Regions from separate parts of the Mus musculus genome. Here all the other regions are linked to region 4. A link is a contact called in public ChIA-PET data. All regions are on one chromosome and are shown on one strand. Each heading gives the region's core, a stretch centred on a gene start, on an enhancer-like site or on the middle of the called end of the contact. The rest is flanking DNA. Distances are from core to core; before and after follow the strand shown. Region 1 holds the start of Get3 (guided entry of tail-anchored proteins factor 3, ATPase). Region 2 holds the start of Dand5 (DAN domain family member 5, BMP antagonist). Region 3 holds the start of Klf1 (Kruppel-like factor 1 (erythroid)). Region 4 holds the start of Podnl1 (podocan-like 1). Region 5 holds the start of Dhps (deoxyhypusine synthase). Region 6 holds the start of Rad23a (RAD23 homolog A, nucleotide excision repair protein). Region 7 holds the start of Junb (jun B proto-oncogene).

Region 1 (2,700 bases), core at 120-2,619, 900 kb before region 4:
AGCTAAGCAGCCAGAAGCTCCCCGAGAATGGGACCATCGTTTGGGACCCAGGCCCCCTGTAAGGGCTAAGAGAACAATCCCAGGCAGCCACCAGAACTCTGTAACTGAACGGATCTTGTTTGGAGCCTGTGTTTTCAATTGTCCCTTGGGAACTTGTGTGGCCCCTAACTAGGTCTACAAAGCATATCTAACTTGATACCTCCTATTAGAATGGAAGCATCTCCAGGTTTGACATCTGTCTCTGAAGTTAATCTCTTAGCTTGAAATAAAAATACCGCTGGCAGCGGGGCGTGGTGGCGCACGCCTTTAATCCCAGCACTCAGGAGGCAGAGGCAGGCGGATTTCTGAGTTCGAGGCCAGCCTGGTCTACAAAGTGAGTTCCAGGACAGCCAGGGCTACACAAAGAAACCCTGTCTCGAAAAACCAAAAAGAAAGAAAGAAAGAAAGAAAACCGCTGGCTGCGTGCAGCTAGACACTGCCTGAGATTAGTATTTAAAGAGGCTGGAGCACTAAAATGAAGCCGAACGTATTTCCAGGCTGAGAACCTAAGACTTAATGTTTTGAGCTGCGTACTGCATGAAGGGACTAAGGACCCTTGTATTCTTTCCCAAGGACAGGGACTCGATTAAAATTGCATTTGCTGAACTTGGAGCACACCCAGAGAGAAAGCAGAGTGCCAAGCGCAATAAGAGTTTCAGAAATTAAAGTTCTTTCTACAAGGACGACTTGTTGCAGGAATCATTCCTGCCCAACATGGGAGTTCCGGGAACACAGGGGGAAAGTCTGCATACTCTGCAGCAAATGGAGTCTTTTAATCGACCCTCAGCCAAATAACCAGTTCGTTCGTAATTGGTTTGCGACAGAAACCATGTGGCTCACAACCAACTGGGTAACTGGAGGACCGGAAGAGATGTTGAGGTCCAACACAGAAAGTAAGGGGGAAATGATAATCAGGAAACTGAGCCTATGGAATCAAGAGCTACCTCTGCTCTAACTTCACGCAAAAAGCTTGGCCAGGATGTTTGCCTGGTTGCTAAGGAGAGGTTGACGCCTGCAGGGACTTGAGCGTGACTAGTGGAAGTAAGACAAGATTCATCCAATGAAAAGAGTGCCGCAAGACTCAGGGCCCAATCAGTGAAGAGCAGTAGTCTGGGTCATACCAATATGTCCGCGAGACAGGGGAATCCTTAGAAAACTACAGACAAAAGTTCACAAAGGTGAGCCCTTGACTCATAAAATGGTGAAAAGATAGCGCTCATTATCTCCAAATGTCAATGCAGGAGTAAAATAAGTCAGACTTCCAGCCTGTACAGGGCTGTGGCAGACTCATTTCCCCTGTACGTATTTAGCACGTGGTGCGCCCCGATTAATCACGTGAGCCGGGTCCAAGATGGCGGCGGGGGTGGCCGGGTGGGGGGTTGAAGCAGAAGAGTTCGAGGATGCACCTGATGTGGAGCCGCTGGAACCCACGCTTAGCAATATCATCGAGCAGCGTAGCCTTAAGTGGATCTTCGTCGGGGGCAAGGGTGGCGTTGGTAAGACCACCTGCAGGTAAGGAGACTCTAGCGGGGCCCAGAGGACGGGTGGGATGTACCACTGGACCAAAGGGAGGACAGGGACCGGCTTTCTCTTCCCGAGCGGGGCAAAGCGAACTGAGCATGGCTCTACGGGGTTGTTTCTCTCTGGAAATTACTGCAGCCTGCTGAAGATACCTCCTGAATGCAAGCCTAGCATCCTGGGTTGGATCATCTCTCTTTGGGTCTTGTGAATTCAGCGTGTGGGATGTGCAGAGGAACACGTAAATCCCGCAGCCCGCCGGACAGTACCCCCCCCACCCTCCCCCAGGGAGTTCAGAGTAGAGGGAGCGACACTAAGGCAAGCTGTCTTAGTATAACAGACTTCTATTTGATGCCAGAGAGGGAAGAAGTAAAACGGAGTGGAAAGGGCACGTGATTATGGTGCCTCGGTTCGTTGAGAGGTGAAGTACATTGTCCTGAACAAGTAGAGGGAGGGAGGGAAAGCATTCTGCCTGCTGGACAGCTGGTTTGTGCCACTGAGTGCCAAAAAGGGAGGGGAAAAAAAAGCAGAAACAGGCATTCAAAAAGATCCTATCAGTCAGCTGAATATTGCACACCAGTCCTATCGGAATCGAAGTCAGGTGGTGATTTCTTCAAGGATTAAGTAAGGCTTGATCTCACTGGGACCTATACATTGGTCATAAGGTCCTTGCAGATCCAGGTTTCTGTGGCCTGACCTTGCAGATCCTGCTACAAACACCACTACCAAAACTGACTCCTCACTCCTCATCTTCTCACGTTTCTTTTTCGCAGCTGCAGCCTGGCAGTCCAGCTGTCGAAGGGACGTGAGAGTGTTCTGATCATTTCCACAGACCCAGCTCACAACATCTCAGATGCTTTTGACCAGAAGTTCTCCAAGGTGCCTACCAAGGTCAAAGGCTATGACAACCTCTTTGCTATGGTAAGTAAAGCTGGCCTCAGCTCTGCCTGAGGTCCCCATAAGGCAGATCTTGTTTTAGTGACAGGTGTTTTACCCAGAGTGCATTCTTGGTACCCATGGAGGCCAGATGAGGGCATCAGATCCCCTGGGACTGGACTTACAGATGGCTGTGAGCCACCATCTGGGTGCTGGGAATCCAGCCCAGATCCACTACAAGAGCAGCCAGTACTCTGAACACCAAGC
Region 2 (2,700 bases), core at 191-2,690, 700 kb before region 4:
GCAAGGATGGGTAGGCGAGGTTGAGAAAATGATGGAGAGATCCCCGTGCAGGATTTGGTGGGATTTGGAAAGGTCTTTAGCCTGCTCCAGAAGGGAGATGGGCACCTTGGAGGGATGTAAGCCAAGGGCCTTGACCTGACTGAAGTGCTCTCAGGTGTCTCCTGGCAGCCACGTGGAGCAAAGGAGAAAGTGGGAGGTGAGGTGAGTGCGCTCATCCAAAAAGAAGTGAGGTGGAAGTGAGAAGTGGGGGATTCTGGCAGAGAAAACGTCAAGGCCGCTGCAATGCTTGGGCTGCAGCCTTTGTCGGTATAGGACTGGAGTTGGCTGGAGGTTCTTCAGAAAGGATGTTTGAGGAACAGCAGGCTGGAAGCTAGTGTCCCAGGGTGTAGCGGCCGCTAGATGGCGAGCGCGCCGCGGGAAGGACCCAGGCAGCAGCTTCTCACGCTCCTGCCGCCATGCCTTGCTCCTCCTCACCTGGGTGTGAGATGCACCGACAAGGGCCGTGTCCGACCCCCACAGGCGCCTTGAGAACCCAAAGTCTGGGATGCAATCTCACGTCTTCTGTGTACTTCCCACCACTCTGTTCCCATCGCTTGTATCAGCATCTCAGGTCTCTGCAAAAGTGTCACCTTCTTGGGGGTGGGGGTGGGGGGGGGTCTTCCCTGACGGCCCAGGTATCAGAAACCGGTACCTTGATCCCTCTGAAATTCATTTCATCCTATTGTTTTATTTTTCCTTTGGAACAAGATCGCTCTTTAGCCAAGGCTGCCCTTAAACTCTGGATCCTCCTGCCGGTGCTTTTTATGTGCTGGGATGACAGATATGGGAGTTGTGGCCCATACCTGCAGTCTCTGTACTCAGGAGACTGAAGTGGATGAAGCTCAAGATAATGGCCAATCTGAGCTACATAATACAGAGGTCTTGTCTCCACCCCACCCAGTAATACAGTAGTAGCAGTCAGGTTAATTCATTGTCGTTTGGGTACAGGAGTGCTGCAGAGCTGTTTATAATTCATAAAGGTTTCTTCCTCAGAACAGGGGGAAAAAGTTATGGGTTCATGAGACAAATGAGCATGAGTATGTGTGTTTCAGGTCTCTCTGAGTCCTCAACACAACCTCTGAGGTTGTATCTGATGCTGTTGCCAGTATCCTGTTACAGAGAAGGGATGAAGCCCAAGGTGGTTAATGACCTTGCATGAAGGTGCACAGCCAAGAAACTTCAGGGCAGCACCGAAGGGTGTGATGTCACTAAGTGGATGAATAGGGGTCTGAGGGTTCAAAAGACCCCTTAGCTGCTGTCCCCTGGGCCTGCCTACCTTGATTCTCATGGTCCCCATGGAGCAGGCTCAGCCCCCCCAGGGACTCTCAGCAGGCTGGGAGGAGCTGTGGGATTGGCCAGGTCAGCTTCCCTTCCTTCCCTGCTGTGAGCTCCCAGAAAACAACTCTCAAGCTGCTCTCCAGGGAACAGTGATAAAAAGCAGACCTCTGAGGGCCCGCACTCCACACACTAGACAGCAGGGCCCACTGCGAAGGACCCTGAGCCCATTTTAAGACAAACAGACAAACGACTGCACAGCCAAGTGATGTTCCGTAGCCAGTTCACCACGCTGCTGGGTCTGTTCAGTGGGGCCTGGCTACCCACAGGCTCAGGGAGGCCTGGGGCCCCAGCGACCCCTGTTCAGTCCGGGACTGCTATCAATCAGAGCTGGACTCTGGATCCCCTGGTGCCCATCTCTGCCCTGGGTAGCTGGGAGGCCTTCCTGGGCCTGCAGAACAAACAGCAGGGGACAGGTGAGCTGCAGGGAGGAGGGCAGAGAGTAGCTGCTGGTGTGCCTTTGCCCTTGGCTCCTCAAGAAGTGCTTCAGGAGACTTGTAAAGCTCTGTCCTTTGTTCAGGTGAGTCTGTAGTGGTGGTGGTTGTGTCCATGGTGGTGGTGGTGGTGTCATCTTTGGTAATGATGGGGTCTGTGGTGGTAGCAGTAGTGGGGGGCACTCTCAGCAGTGTTCAGAGCACAGGTCCTATGGCCAGGCAGATTTGCAATTAAGTCTCAAGTCCTGAAGCTAAGTGCCTATAAACTTTAGGTTTCTTCCTTATCAAACAGGGCAAGTGGTTTTCCACTTCTGCCACTGTGGTTGCCTTTGTTTTCATTTCTCAAGTCTGATTTTTTTCTTTGTTGTTTTTTTTTGTTTGTTTTTGTTTGTTTTGTTTTTGAGACAGGAATTCCTGCAGCCCACCCTGACTTCTATGTAACTAAAGTGCTCTCAGGGCTGAAACTATGTAGCTAAAAAGGATTTTAAGATTCCACTTCTCGCACATGCCTTTAATCCCAGCACTCCTCTGCATACACACATACTCATGTGCCCACAGATATGTGCCATTACCTAGCAGTGGTGGCACATGCTTTTAATCCAAGCACTTGGGAGGCAGAGGCAGGCGGATTTCTGAGTTCAAGGCCAGCCTGGTCTACAAAGTGAGTTTCAGGACAGCCAGGGCTACAGAGAAACCCTGTCTCGAAAAACCAAAAATAAATAAATAAATAATTCCACTTCTCTTAGCCTGGTCCACCGAGTGAGTTCCAGGGCAGCCAGGGTGGCACAGAGAATCTTTGTCTGGAAAACCAACACAAACAAAGGAAGACAGCAACGACAGAAGATCCCACCCCTGACCTCACCTTCTGTGTGCAGCCGCACCTGGTTTACAG
Region 3 (2,700 bases), core at 121-2,620, 780 kb before region 4:
GTCTCCGGCGATCGCAGTGGCCCCGAGTTCTGTGGCCACAGTCCCAGGTCCCAGACAATTCAAGAAGGAAGGGGGCGCCGTGGGACCAGCAGAAGGCGCCGCGAGCCCGCGAAAGAGCTGGAAGTGGCCTTGGTACTGTGGCGCGGGGTACAGCGCGGGGTATCCCGACAGCAGCCCATAGGGGGCGCCTGGAGCTGCGGGCACCGCAAGCCCCGCCCGCGGGAAGAAGCCCCCTACGGAGCCCGCTCGCGAGTCGGAGTACGAGGGCTGAGCCTTGGGAGCGAGTCCCGGGGCCAGGGCAGGGGCCACGAAGGGTTCAGGGGCTGGGGGTCTCGGAGTCGGGTGCGCCCAGCTTGTGTGCTCCTCGGAGCCCAAAGGCCCAGTCACCAACCCTGGGCCACCCGCATAGGCGCCCAGAGACTCAGGCGGCTCGAACTGTGCCACTGGCCCCACGCTGGGCGCCAGGGCACAGGTCCGGGAAGTGCCGGGAGACTCGGAACCTGGAAAGTTTGTAAGGAAAAGATCCGGGTCCCACGCACAGGTCACGTCCCTCTCATCGTCCTCTCCGGAAGGGTCCTCCGATTTCAGACTCACGTGATGGGACGGCCCCGTGGGATTCGGGGGCCCCGGCCCCAAATCCTGCGTCTCCTCAGACCGCCACCACTGCGGGAGGGAGCGTACTGCTTGAATGGTAGGCACTGGGTACCTGGCCCTCAAACAACCCTGGCTGGAAACACCGTTGGTGCCTGTCATTTACCCACACGGTTCCCCTAACCCCTTTCTCAGCTCCAGACAACTCCATTAGGTCTTGCTAGAGACAGCTAAGACACTTACCAAGAATAGTATTCAGGATGGGAGAAGGGGTTGCAGAGTTCTGAGTCAAAGGGGACAGCTTCGACTCCGTTTTCCCTAGCCTTTCCCTGTCTTCACATAGCCCAGAAAATTACAGCTCAAAGCCTGGAAATCCCAGGACACCTTTATCTGGACCTTTGTCTCTATGAGCCTAGTCTCTTAAGATATAGAGCTTAGAATTCTGCTTCCTGTTGGAGAAATAGGCCTCACCTTGATCTCAGACCCCTAGAACATCTCCCCCAAACAAGGCTCAGAGGCTCTCCCACTCCTCCACCCCCAAAAAACAGAGCAGAGGATATTAAAGTAAGATAGACGCCCCACCCCTAAGCACTATGCCCTATGCAAGACCACCTGCCCCCTCCCACACACTCACACTGGCCCCACCTTGAGGAAGTCCTCCTGGGTGTCCAGGAACTGTCCCAGGGTGGTGAGTGTACTGATGGAGGGTAAGACAGTCTCAGCTGAGGCCATGGCTGGCTGGTGTCCACCCTGGACCTCAGGCCTCCTCTCTCTCTTCTGCCTCATGGGCTATGAGGCTAGGAAAGTTTCTTGGAGGGCTCCTGTCTGCCCACATCTGATTGGCTGTCTTCCCTGATAAGACCCAGGCAAAGCAAAACGGCAAAGGAGGGGTGTGTGCGATATGTGTGTGGTGTGCTTCTTTTTTTTTTTTTTTAAGGTTTTCGAAACAGGGTTTCTCTGTGTAACTGAGCCCTGGCTGTCCTGGACTGGCTTATGTAGACCAGGCTGGCCTAGAACTCACAGACATCTGCCTACCTCTGTCTCCTGAGTGCTGGGATTAAAGTTGTGATGTGTCACTTTCAAGGAATAGACCTCACCCTGGCCTGTTTTCAAACTGGTCCCTGAAAACCAACCCTGTATGTAAAGTCAATCAGATGTCAAGGAATAGGGGCTTCAAAGTTTTAGGATTCAGGTTGGGTAAAGAAAAGTCCTGGTCGCTGCTCCCCACCCCCACCCCACCTCCCACAGGACTGAGAAGACCCCTCTGGTTTGGTTTCAAGTCTCTCTCCAAGGAGTGGACCAGGAAGGATAGATTTCTTGGGAAAGGTCTTTGGGACCCTTTGACCCCCATGGAGACCACTGCAGTCCTTACTCTCCCAGACAACAGCAGCAACGGTGCTAGTGGCGGGCCTTGGCACCGGCTCCCTTTCAGGCATTATCAGACACACCAGATGTTTCAGGCCGCTATCAGGTAGGGGGCCCAGAACAACCATAGCTCTGTTCCTCCTTGAGCAGAAGAGCTGGGGGTTGGTGCCACAAATTATTTTAGCTTTGAATTGCTCTGTTGTGTTGAGGTCTGAGCTGTTTAGCAAAAGGAGTCCCCTCAAATCAGCCCACTCTGGGGCTCTGAGGACCCTCACTGGCTACTGCATGGAGCTGAAGGGGATGGCTAGGAAGTTTACAGTGTGGTGGGCTAGGACCCATAGATGGAGCTGCAGCTAGTATGCCGTTCAGAAGAGCTCAGCCCTGACTCTGCCTAACGGCTCATTGTGTGCGGGACCCCATGATAGATGGCCTGCTATTCCCATACTTCTATTCTGGTGCCCTATGAGTCAGGGTAGGGAAATGGGGTGTCACGGGTACAATAATATCACACATACACCATCATTGCTCGGTGTCCATAGGGGACATCAGATCCATTATAGAAAATGGTACCTAGTCAGGCATGGTAGTGATGCCTTTAATCCCAGCACTTGGAAAGCAGAGGCTGGTGGATCTCTATGAATTTGAAAGGTCTGTTTGGTCTACATAATAAGTTCCAGGACAACCAGGGCTACATAGTCTTTGTCTCGAAAGACGACAACAAGGGTAAAACAGTGCTGGGGACTT
Region 4 (2,700 bases), core at 126-2,625:
AGAGGGGTTGGGACCTGGTTGTTCCCAGCTTGAGGCCCTCACCCTCAGAGGTGATGAGGTTGCTATGCAGGTCCAGGGTGCGCAAGCCGCTGAGGCGGGACAGCTCGTTGTAGGGGAGCTCCCGAAGCTGGTTGTTCTGTGGAATAAAGACAGTCACACCAAGGCCTGTCTCTTGCTCCTCAACTCAACCTGGAGGTGCAGCCCAGTGGCAGAACACTTGCTTAGCATCCACAAGGCAGGCCCTGGGTTCATCTCTAATATCTCCAGAGAGAACAGGAAGAGGAGGAGAAAAGAAGACATCCCATTCCGTGACCCCAAACAACCTTGAGGCTTGTGAGGCACTAAGCTCTTTACTGCACCACCCAGCAAACCACACGGTTACCCTGGGCCTGAAGCCACATGGGCTGCTGATTTTGAACCTGGTCTCTGACACTCCTCTAGCCTTCCCCAACACCCCATCCCCCAACAGAGGGCCTCACTCTGCAGTGAAGGATGGCCTCCTACTTGTGTCCTTAGTACTGGGGCCACTACAACAGACTCTGATCTCAGCCCCCAACACCCTTTTGCCCAAAACCATTCCAAAATACTCCTGTGACCTCCAACATCACAACTATTGACTAATTTTGTAGCCCTGGCTGTAAGTCTGTAGACCAGGCTGGCCTTGAACTCACAGAGATCTATCTGCCTTCCTCTGCATCCCCAGCGCTGGGATTAAAGGCGAATGCCACAACCATGCAGCTGAACTCAGTGTTTTGACCAAAACAACGTAAGTCCTAAGATTCTGACCCCAAACTCCACTCTCGGGACACACGATGCTTCTACCTCTGACATTGGCCTGGCTTAGCGGAACCAGAGCAAGGGCAGGTTCAGCTCTGCCATGTGGACCTCCCACATGAACCCTGCCCTATGCCTCCCTCTCAGATCCCCAGCCCTTACCTGCAAGGAGAGGTGCCTAGCAGCTCTGGTGATATTGTCTGGAAATATCCTCAGGTCCAGACCAGCACAGTCCACCGTGTCATCTCGGGGACAGGAGCAGCGCCAAGGACAGGGCCTCGGGAGGGGCTGTGAGCTGTCACCCAAGTGTGGGAAGGCAGGGTCCTCCGTGTGTGCTAACGACCACTTTAGCATCAGGAGCAGCAATAGCAGCTCTTGAGGCCTCTGGAGGAAAGCAAGGGGCCAGAAAGCCACCTGGTGAGGACCAGTGGGCAGAACCAGGCAGGGGATGGGCAGACCTGCCTTCAGACCCTCCCTGCCTAACTCACCATAGTCAGCCCTGCTGTGCCTCTCCCCAGCTTCTGTCCAGCACTCACGTCCTCCAGTGTCTGCTGTGACTACAATTGCCCTCCATCTCTCAGCACAGAGCGCGCACACACACACACATACACACACACACACACACACACACACACACACACACCCCGCGGGGCCTGAGAAGATGACTGTCCCTTTCCCCTCCCTGAAGAGGGCAGGCCGAGGGCTCATCTAGCCCATCCCTCATTCCCTGCCTGCTCCAATCACCCCAGCTCCACTTTCATAACCTCAGCCAGCCTGAGCCGAGCCACAGCCATGACGAATACTTGAGGAAAAGCTGAGAATCACCCTATCTGGTATTTGGTCTGACCACAGACAGGAATGGGGTGCCAGTGGATGGGGCAGGCGTTAGAGAGTCCCCAAGGAGATGAAGCCAGCCAGAAGGGCTCAAGGGAGGATTAGGCTTCTGTTCTCATGCCTGGCTGGCAGCCACTGCCCACTCCCCAGATAGTCATGGCTCTTGGAAGGAAATTAATGTAAGGGAGGCAGAGGCTGGTGGGTGTCCGTGAGAGCTGGGTGCTGGCCTGCCTGTCTGACCCTGGGCTATTTGCCTCAGCTTCCTTTTCCGCAACTGGTCATGGTTGTCTCACCTTCCAGGAACCTTGTAGAGTTCAGTAAGCTAATGCAACTGAGAGGACAGCATGTTGTAGGCACAGACCTGCAATCTCAGGGCTTAGGGAGACTGAGGCAGGAAGATACCGACGAAGCCAGTACTAGCTGCGTAAGAGCCTGTCTAAAAAACAAGCGACGTGTCAAATGTACATGAAAGAGGCCTCTTCCTCAAGGTCTGTCAACTCAAACACCTAGGGTGGGAGAGGTGGTTCAGTGGTTCAGAGCACTGGCTGCTCTCCCAAAGGACATGAGTTCAGTTCCCAGCGCTTATGGAATTGGGGATCCTGGGATTCAGGCAGGTAGCCCTGGCCTACAGGAAAGACAGCCAAGCTGGAGCGGAAGCCAGTCAGACAACAGGCACCAGTCAGACAGCAGGCATCAGTCAGACAGCAGGCACCAGTCAGACAGCAGGCACCAGTCAGACAGCAGGCACCAGTCAGACAGCAGGCACCAGTCAGACAGCAGGCACCAGTCAGACAGCAGGCACCAGTCAGACAGCAGGCACCAGTCAGACAGCAGGCACCAGTCAGACAGCAGGCACCAGTCAGACAGCAGGCACCAGTCAGACAGACAGCAGGCACCAGTCAGTCAGACAGCAGGCACCAGTCAGACAGCAGGCACCAGTCAGACAGCAGGCACCAGTCAGACAGCAGGCACCAGCAGACAGCAGGCACCAGTCAGACAGCAGGCACCAGTCAGACAGCAGGCACCAGTCAGACAGCAGGCACCAGTCAGACAGCAGGCACCAGTCAGACAGACAGCAGGCACCAGTCAGTC
Region 5 (2,700 bases), core at 37-2,536, 950 kb before region 4:
TTTAATCTATTTTGGGCGGTGGTGGTGCATGCCTTTAATCCCAGCACTTGGGAGGTAGAGGCAGGCAGAATTTCTGAGTTCAAGGCCAGCCTGGTCTACAGAGTGAGTTCCAGGATGGACAGCCAGGGCTATACAGAGAAACCCTGTCTCAAACAAAACAAAAACAAAAAAGACTAAAAGATGTATTTAATATATGTGAATACACTGTCCCTCTCTTCAGACACACCAGATCTGTAATGGCATCAAAAGATCCCATTACAGACGGTTCTGAGTCACCATGTGGTTGTTAAAAAGCAAACCCAAATCTTTCACAGGACCGCAAATAATCTCTGAGCCTCTTCATTTCTCTTAACTGAAAAATAACCCTTTTTTTTTTTTTCCTACTGGCCCAAGGAGGCTGGGGTTCCAGAGCTAACGTGGACCCACCATGTTGTGCTGCACGAGGTATCGAATGGTCTCCCGGATGCCTGAACTGATGAGGTTGGAAGTATAGCCCAAGAAAATGGTGCAGCCTGTAAGTGGGCGGCGGCTCTGAGTCAGGTCTGCGTGATGATCTTCATCTACAGCCAGTGGCTCCAGTTTTTTCTCAATCTGGTCATAAGGGCACAGGAAAGTTGCACTAAGACTCCAAACCTCAGTTGAGGTACCCTACCTGGCCTGGATTCCAGAGGTTGATTGCACTCAGGGAGACTACTACAAAACCAAAGCACAACCCCTGGGCAGACCCTAACCCTCCCATTCCAGGTCCAGGTCTGTCACTTGATGGTTTGAGAACCACCCAGTATCTTCAAGTCTCCTTCCACCGGGAAAATCGAACCCCGGGCTCCCCTAGCGTTAAGCTCCTCCTACAAAGCCCTTTTGGATTTTTAACTCCAAGCTCCACCCATCGCAGAACTCTAGTTTACCCGGACTCCGCCCTCTCCCGGACGCTCACGCGGAAATCCGCGCGCAGCGGCCCGGCATCCCGCCCGGGTGGCCCCGCGCCTCACCATGGCGTTGACTTGCTGCACCGCGCGCCCGAAGTTGGTAGCCTGGAAGCCGGTGGTGCGGTAGGCGTCCAGAAGCGCATGGTAATCTACGCCGCGGTTGAAGTCGTAGCCTTGGACCTGGGCGCTCTCGGGCGGCAACGCTGAGCTGTGCTTGAGCACGGCGGCCAGCGCCGAGGAGGGCGCCGCCCCTGGCGGGGTCCCTTCCATGTGCTCGCGGCCGCTCTCAGGTCTCAGCAGCCTCGGCGCCCTGAGACCCGCAAAATCCCTCAGCGAGGTCGGCCGGAGCCCAGGAAGTGCGACTCGAGAGCCTTGGGGGCGTGGGGCGACGAAACCGGAAGTCACTTGGTCTCGTGACCTTGGGCAGCGCCCGCCGTCCTGGTAGCCGCCATTTTATCCCTGTGTTCCGTACATGTGGTCCAGGAGCTGTTACTGAGCTTCAAGCATAGGGAAGTGCCTAGTTTGCAAGCTGTCTCTCTGTCCAAATATTCTTGTCCCCCATGAGCGAAGTGATTGTTTCTTGGACGGTGTCCTTGAACACGACTTAGGGCATCAGGCAAAAAAAAAAAAAAAAAAGAGTTGCAGCCTTTTGTCAAATGGAATAGTGTTTTCTTTTGATGCTTCTTCCAGTCTCCACAAACTTTGTTGCCTCCTCTTTTCCCCCTCCAGCCATAGCTCAATTTTAACTGGATCATGGGCCTCTGGGGAGGCAGGGATGACTGCCATCTATTTACCACGAGAAGCTTGCTGAGAATCTATCATGCATCCTCTTAATGATACACTGAGCCTAGGACAGGGGCACCCCTTCTTCTGGTTTGTGTAGTCTAGACTAGAAATAGTGCTCTCTGCTGGAAGCTGAGATTTAGCAATGGACAAGACCTCTGACCTCCCGGTGACCATAGTATGATGAAACAGAAAATGGTTTAGTGATTAAACCAGGCTTGGGACACACTGCAATCCAGAGGTCGAGGCAGAAGAATCTCGAGTTCCAGGCCAGGCTGAACGATAGAGAGCAGGACCCTGTCTTAACAAAAGGGACCTGTGTGGCTAGGGAAATAGATGTTAGTATGGTCCTTGCTTTTTGAAAAAGCAAGAGTGTGGATTGTATATGTGCGTTCAATTACCAGAACTCAAGGGGCTTGGGGGTTGACAATACCAGTAATTCCAGCTCTGGGGAAGCAGAGACAGGCAGATCCTTGGGATGGGGCCTGCAGAATGACTCAGTAGCCAAAGGCTTACGATAGAAGAAGAGTCTGGATTCCCATACATTCTCTTCTGACCGCCACAGCAGGCCATGCATGCACAAGGTCATAACACAGGCTTGAGGACCAGGTGAATGTCTTCTGAGAGTGACATATGAGGTTGTCCTCTGGCCTACAATCAATCAATCAATCTCTCTCTCTCTCTCTCTGAAGAGGAGGAGGAGGAGTTGGTAACCTGAGCTGAAGGAAAAGGTGATTGGTGAAAACTGCCAAGACCAGAAGACCCAGAAAATTCCTATTACATAAAGACTTCAGAGACACTATTTTTCCAACGATCCCCTTCATTTAACCAATATCTGCCATCAGTGCCCAGTACCACTACCTGGAGGGAGGTCTGCATACATCCGGGAGGGCAAAGTGACTTGAATCCATGATACTTATCACCTCCTCCTCCTCCTCTAGGGAAAAAGTTGAATGAAGGTAGCTATGGCTACTCTGACTAAGATAGTGAT
Region 6 (2,700 bases), core at 188-2,687, 710 kb before region 4:
TATTGTGTCTCCTTCTCTGGGAGGATGTACATCAGGAGCTAAAAGCAGCCTTTCTCAGGTGCGGGTGACGTATGTTTCAGCTACTGGAGTTTGCAGAGTCTCAGAAATGTCATTTATATGTATCCCATAGTCTCTAAATGGGAGAGTAGCCATCAGGTCTTGATCCTAAACTCATAGACGTGTAAGTTTTGATTCTAGCACAGACCTCATTGACAGACTGACTAGAATTTAGTGAATTCAAATATTAGCCATCTTGGTTAAAAGTGGGATGGATCTGTTGGACTGACACCTAGGAAAGCTGAGCAAAGTTCACAGTAGTGGGGTGCATGCTGGTAGATAATAGTCAAAGGGACTGACTGAGCTCAGGGACAGTGATCTACTTTCCCCAAGGGCCCATGGTTCTAGGACTGAGCTGATAAAGATAGATTCCAGGATTGGGTTATGTAGTTCAGTTGGACACTTAGCTAGCATGGCCTGGGTTCCATCCCCACCACAAGGAAAAGAAGAGACTCATTGTTGAGTCTCAAGGCTGCCTTTTATACTCTAGTGTAGTAGGTTGAAGAATGGGCAGGAGGAAGCCTGTGTTCTTCACAAGAAAGTTGTGATCTAGCTTTCAATTCTGGAGTCTAGACTCAAGTGAAGGGAGGGAGGCAGGCCTTGGTTAATTGCCTGATCATTGGTGTGGATAGAAACACTGGGCAAAGCAAGCATCTAAGAGGATGGTGATGTTAGTTCTGTTTGAGAGTCCCTTAAATCACCCTGATGAACTGCCCTATCCTGAGTCTGACATTTTCATTACTTTTTGGTATGTGAGGGTGGTCTAAAGCTTCATGAATACTACCCCTTCCCCCCACGAAAAATGTAGGTACCTTAAGAGTTGGTGTAAGTAAGGAAAATTTATGGAGGGGAGAATTACATATTTAATATAAAAGAACCTTGAAAATGTTTGGATGAATAGGTAGGTCATTGCAGGATTACAAAGATGTGGGGAACTCATGAACTAGAAGTGTAAATTTATTCCAAAAATTAAGATGGTCCTTGAAAATGGGGTCACATAGTTGCCCTCCTCTACATTGATTGATGGTAACTTCTAGGCAGTCCTCTGCTAAGATTCCTTTTATTTTGACCAGATCCAAATTGGGTCACTTGAAATAGGCAGAATGTATGAAAAATAACTTAGGAGCAGAAATCTACAACAAACACCTTAAAAACTTTAAAAGTCCTTAGGAGCCATTTTGTGGGTATAATGACATCACTGTTAGCAGAAATGATGTCACCAAGACAGCGGAATGCTGGTGCACACAGCAAAAGCTCACAAAGCTAAGATTGCGCATGTCTAAGGTAAGGTGCAGCCGCGCATGCTCTAGAGGTCGAGGAGGGTGTCACCGGCGCTGACGATCGGCGGGCGCTGCACACTTGCCCCGGAAGTGCTTGGCGCGGCGCGGCTGGGCGCTAAGATGGCGGCGGCGTGAGTTGCATGTAGTACGAGGATCCCGGGGCTGCCGCATTGCTCCGGCCCCGCCATGGCCGTCACCATCACCCTTAAAACGTTGCAGCAGCAGACCTTCAAGATCCGCATGGAACCTGACGAGACGGTGCGGGCCGGAGCCCGGGGGCGGGAGCGACCGGGTGCCGGGGTGGGTGGGGGCAGGGATGCCGGGATCCAACGGGAGGGGCGGAGAGGACGCCGTGGCCAGGCCCTGCCCTCCCCCAGCAGCCCGACCTCCTCGGATCCCCCCGATCGGCCCTGCCCTGCCCCGGCGGCTCGGGCGCTGTTCCCGGGCCAGTCCCTGGGAGTTCCCAGGTCTGGCTCCCGTGTCAGCTGCGGGCTCCGCGTTCCCAGCCTGCAAGCTGCTCAGGTGGCACAGTTTGCCCTCAGTGCCAACGAGGTGCCGACTGGTGACTACAATGATGATAATAATAAATGGTCTTAATCTTAATAGTTTTGGTGGTCCGTCTTTGTTGGCCGTTTATTCTTTACCAGTTTATTCTTTACCAGAGTATTAGTGTCATCTTGCTGAGTCTGCAAAACAGTGTTGTCGTTTGGGGACTCCTGACTTTCCCCTTTTGACAACCACGGAGTTAAGGAACTTTGCCACGGTCACAGCCAATAATGACAGTGACAAGATTTTTTTTTTTCTCCATTTCACATAACAGCAGCCTAAACATGCTGTATGAACTTTTGTTTGGTTTTGCTTTTTGAGAGTGGAGTCTAGTCTTGTTCTTCTGGGCTCATGTGAACCTTCTTTACTTAACCTCCAAGTAACTGATATTGCTGTCTTGGGCCACCTCCCCTAAACCTTCTCAAAACATAGGTTGAAGCCATTGGTGTACCCTCAGTGAAGTCTAAGCTTGGTAGTCATGTTCATAATCTCTGAGCAGAGATTACCTGGAGTTCTAGGCCAGCCTGGGCTATGATGTTTTAGGCAAGCCTGGAGTTGAGTACAGAATAAAATCCTGTTCCAAAAATGGAGGGAAGAAAGATGACCTCAGTAAGTACAGAAAAGTTACTGTTTGAGGCCAGCGATGGATACACCGTTTCATTTTCTTATTACTGTTTCCCCTCCTAACCACATCCCATTGGAAATACAAGTTTGCTTTTCTTCTCACATCAGTGTCTTCTTCATGAGAACACTGACTTGTGTTTGTTCTGTTCCACAGGCCTCTGTAAAACAAGTTGTAAAACAGGTTGGGGATGGA
Region 7 (2,700 bases), core at 120-2,619, 850 kb before region 4:
TCTAATTCACGGACTCCAGCCTGTTGCCTTGGTGACGAGGCCCCGCTCCCAGGCTGCATCCCCCTCCAGCCGGCCAATGGAACAGTCCTCGGCTGCCAGGCTTATTAGTCGCCGATGGTTGCAGGCTGAACCATTTCTAGATGGGGGAGATCAGACTATGACTAGAAGCGTCTGTAGCTGGGTTGTGACTTCCCCAAGGGTCGCTTGCCGAGGTTCCTCTTCCCAGGCGCAGAATTTGGCAGGCCCAGGGTAGGGTGCACCATCCCCTAGGCTCACAATGACGAGACAGGGCCGGGCTCTTTCCCCCTCGGGGCTGTTGCCACACTTCCTGCCTCGGCTCTCTTTCCCTAGCCTGTTTCTAAGGAAGGGAGTGGGGTTGGGCGACCGCACCCCAGCTATCCCGCCCCATCGGCCCTCCAAAAGCTGACAGGATATCGGGCGAGCCCCGGGTGACTAAGGGAGGGCTTTGGGCTGAGGTACTGGGCATGTCAGTGCCCTAGGGACCACCTACGAGGTACAGCCTCATTCGTACAAGTCCTGGTCTCTGGGATCCTCCGAGTCATCTTCTCAGGAAGATCTCAGATACCCTCCTGTCATTGCCTTCATAGCTCGGAAGGAAGCTATGTCGTGACCATTTTAATTCTCTGCCAGAGTTCTGCAAATATCCACAATGACCCCAACCTTTGCTAGATATGTTCCCATCTTTCTACTCCGATTACCTCAGCGTCCCCAGGACCTTTGTTCTGAATATCTAAATTGACCTCCCCAAAATTCCTTCCCTTTTCCACTTATGGGGAAACCCTCAGACTCATCTATGGACTCTAGAGCCCCTACTCATTTCTTGTACAATAGGTACCTGAGCCCTGTTGTGTCTTGGCCCTTTCCTCCCAACTGACAATTCCAGTTCTTTAAGCACTTTGTACCCGGGACCTCTGGTTAATTCCTAGGCCAAATGTTAACAATTGCCCCTGTTTTGTATCTTCTCTGTTTTCTGGGGTCTTCTACTGTATTGTCAGTTCACAAGCCACAGCTACCCTGGGTCCCACGAGACTTTTCCGGGGATATCCTAAGGTATCCAATCTCCACTTGCAGTGTATCTCATAAGCACCTGGCTGTACTCCCGCAGTTCTAGCCCCTATGTGCCTCGGCCCCTCAACATCCCTTTGCTTGTGTGTCTCTGTCTCCACAGCCCCTCCCCCTGCAGCCGCGCAGAGCCACCCGGCTCGTGGCCGCTGTTTACAAGGACACGCGCTTCCTGACAGTGACGCGAGCCGCCTCCTCCCCTTCCCCACGCTCTAGGAGGGGGCCGCGGGGGCCTGGCTCCCGCGTCGGCCAATCGGAGTGCACTTCCGCAGCTGACAAATTCAGTATAAAAGCTTGGGGCTGGGGCCGAGCACTGGGGACTTTGAGGGTGGCCAGGCCAGCGTAGGATCCTGCTGGGAGCGGGGAACTGAGGGAAGCGACGCCGAGAAAGCAGGCGCACCACGGAGGGAGAGAAAATCTCCGGAAGCCCAGCAGCGCCTTTACGCACAGCTGCCAACTGGCCGCTGCTGACCGTCTCCAGCTCCCGAGGACGCGCGACCGGACACCGGGTCCTGCCACAGCCGAGGACAGCTCGCCGCTCGCCGCAGCGAGGCCCGGGGCGGCCCTTCAGGGGGACCTTTCCCAGATCGCCCAGGCCGCCCGGATGTGCACGAAAATGGAACAGCCTTTCTATCACGACGACTCTTACGCAGCGGCGGGATACGGTCGGAGCCCTGGCAGCCTGTCTCTACACGACTACAAACTCCTGAAACCCACCTTGGCGCTCAACCTGGCGGATCCCTATCGGGGTCTCAAGGGTCCTGGGGCGCGGGGTCCAGGCCCGGAGGGCAGTGGGGCAGGCAGCTACTTTTCGGGTCAGGGATCAGACACAGGCGCATCTCTGAAGCTAGCCTCCACGGAACTGGAGCGCTTGATCGTCCCCAACAGCAACGGCGTGATCACGACGACGCCCACGCCTCCGGGACAGTACTTTTACCCCCGTGGGGGTGGCAGCGGTGGAGGTACAGGGGGCGGCGTCACCGAGGAGCAGGAGGGCTTTGCGGACGGTTTTGTCAAAGCCCTGGACGACCTGCACAAGATGAACCACGTGACGCCCCCCAACGTGTCCCTGGGCGCCAGCGGGGGTCCCCAGGCCGGCCCAGGGGGCGTCTATGCTGGTCCGGAGCCGCCTCCCGTCTACACCAACCTCAGCAGTTACTCCCCAGCCTCTGCACCCTCTGGAGGCTCCGGGACCGCCGTCGGGACTGGGAGCTCATACCCGACGGCCACCATCAGCTACCTCCCACATGCACCACCCTTTGCGGGCGGCCACCCGGCACAGCTGGGCTTGAGTCGCGGCGCTTCCGCCTTTAAAGAGGAACCGCAGACCGTACCGGAGGCACGCAGCCGCGACGCCACGCCGCCTGTGTCCCCCATCAACATGGAAGACCAGGAGCGCATCAAAGTGGAGCGAAAGCGGCTGCGGAACAGGCTGGCGGCCACCAAGTGCCGGAAGCGGAAGCTGGAGCGCATCGCGCGCCTGGAGGACAAGGTGAAGACACTCAAGGCTGAGAACGCGGGGCTGTCGAGTGCTGCCGGTCTCCTACGGGAGCAAGTGGCGCAGCTCAAGCAGAAGGTCATGACCCATGTCAGCAACGGCTGCCAGTTGCTGCTAGG

What was found. ChIA-PET counts read pairs in DNA pulled down with a chosen protein or histone mark.
Region 1: an RNA polymerase II ChIA-PET map of memory CD8 T cells shows a contact between it and region 4, with 148 read pairs. The contact joins the promoter of Get3 here to the promoter of Podnl1 in region 4. A contact is called at or near these places in 2 of 39 promoter capture datasets (liver and maxillary cranial neural crest) and 2 of 115 datasets of contacts at active chromatin or transcription factors (bone marrow-derived macrophages and memory CD8 T cells).
Region 2: an RNA polymerase II ChIA-PET map of memory CD8 T cells shows a contact between it and region 4, with 179 read pairs. The contact joins the promoter of Dand5 here to the promoter of Podnl1 in region 4. A contact is called at or near these places in 4 of 39 promoter capture datasets (cranial neural crest, liver and neutrophils) and 1 of 115 datasets of contacts at active chromatin or transcription factors (memory CD8 T cells).
Region 3: a contact with region 4 is called in an RNA polymerase II ChIA-PET map of memory CD8 T cells, with 41 read pairs. The contact joins the promoter of Klf1 here to the promoter of Podnl1 in region 4. A contact is called at or near these places in 2 of 115 datasets of contacts at active chromatin or transcription factors (bone marrow-derived macrophages and memory CD8 T cells).
Region 5: an RNA polymerase II ChIA-PET map of memory CD8 T cells shows a contact between it and region 4, with 32 read pairs. The contact joins the promoter of Dhps here to the promoter of Podnl1 in region 4. A contact is called at or near these places in 2 of 115 datasets of contacts at active chromatin or transcription factors (effector CD8 T cells and memory CD8 T cells).
Region 6: an RNA polymerase II ChIA-PET map of effector CD8 T cells shows a contact between it and region 4, with 12 read pairs. The contact joins the promoter of Rad23a here to the promoter of Podnl1 in region 4. A contact is called at or near these places in 7 of 39 promoter capture datasets (the 3T3-L1 cell line, cranial neural crest, hippocampal neurons and 3 more) and 4 of 115 datasets of contacts at active chromatin or transcription factors (the SCID.adh cell line, bone marrow-derived macrophages, effector CD8 T cells and 1 more).
Region 7: an RNA polymerase II ChIA-PET map of memory CD8 T cells shows a contact between it and region 4, with 348 read pairs. The contact joins the promoter of Junb here to the promoter of Podnl1 in region 4. A contact is called at or near these places in 3 of 115 datasets of contacts at active chromatin or transcription factors (bone marrow-derived macrophages, effector CD8 T cells and memory CD8 T cells).

The regions. Positions count from the first base shown.
Region 1 is chr8:85,023,956-85,026,655 of GRCm38.p6, reverse strand. Get3 (guided entry of tail-anchored proteins factor 3, ATPase) reads left to right here and starts at 1,369. Exons shown (of 7, transcript NM_019652.2): 1 at 1,369-1,551; 2 at 2,331-2,478. The coding sequence starts at 1,391.
Region 2 is chr8:84,821,563-84,824,262 of GRCm38.p6, reverse strand. It overlaps Dand5 (DAN domain family member 5, BMP antagonist), which reads left to right and starts at 1,440. Exons shown (of 2, transcript NM_201227.3): 1 at 1,440-1,894. The coding sequence starts at 1,583.
Region 3 is chr8:84,900,652-84,903,351 of GRCm38.p6, reverse strand. It overlaps Klf1 (Kruppel-like factor 1 (erythroid)), which reads right to left and starts at 1,370. Exons shown (of 3, transcript NM_010635.3): 1 at 1,237-1,370; 2 at 1-663. The coding sequence starts at 1,323.
Region 4 is chr8:84,124,664-84,127,363 of GRCm38.p6, reverse strand. Podnl1 (podocan-like 1) reads right to left here and starts at 1,375. Exons shown (of 10, transcript NM_001013384.2): 1 at 1,263-1,375; 2 at 937-1,158; 3 at 43-136. The coding sequence starts at 1,265.
Region 5 is chr8:85,070,343-85,073,042 of GRCm38.p6, reverse strand. It overlaps Dhps (deoxyhypusine synthase), which reads right to left and starts at 1,286. Exons shown (of 9, transcript NM_001039514.1): 1 at 990-1,286; 2 at 427-591. The coding sequence starts at 1,196.
Region 6 is chr8:84,839,389-84,842,088 of GRCm38.p6, reverse strand. It overlaps Rad23a (RAD23 homolog A, nucleotide excision repair protein), which reads left to right and starts at 1,437. Exons shown (of 9, transcript NM_001297606.2): 1 at 1,437-1,595. The coding sequence starts at 1,524. Calr (calreticulin) reads left to right here. Exons shown (of 9, transcript NM_007591.3): 9 at 1.
Region 7 is chr8:84,977,417-84,980,116 of GRCm38.p6, reverse strand. It overlaps Junb (jun B proto-oncogene), which reads left to right and starts at 1,369. Exons shown (of 1, transcript NM_008416.3): 1 at 1,369-2,700. The coding sequence starts at 1,688.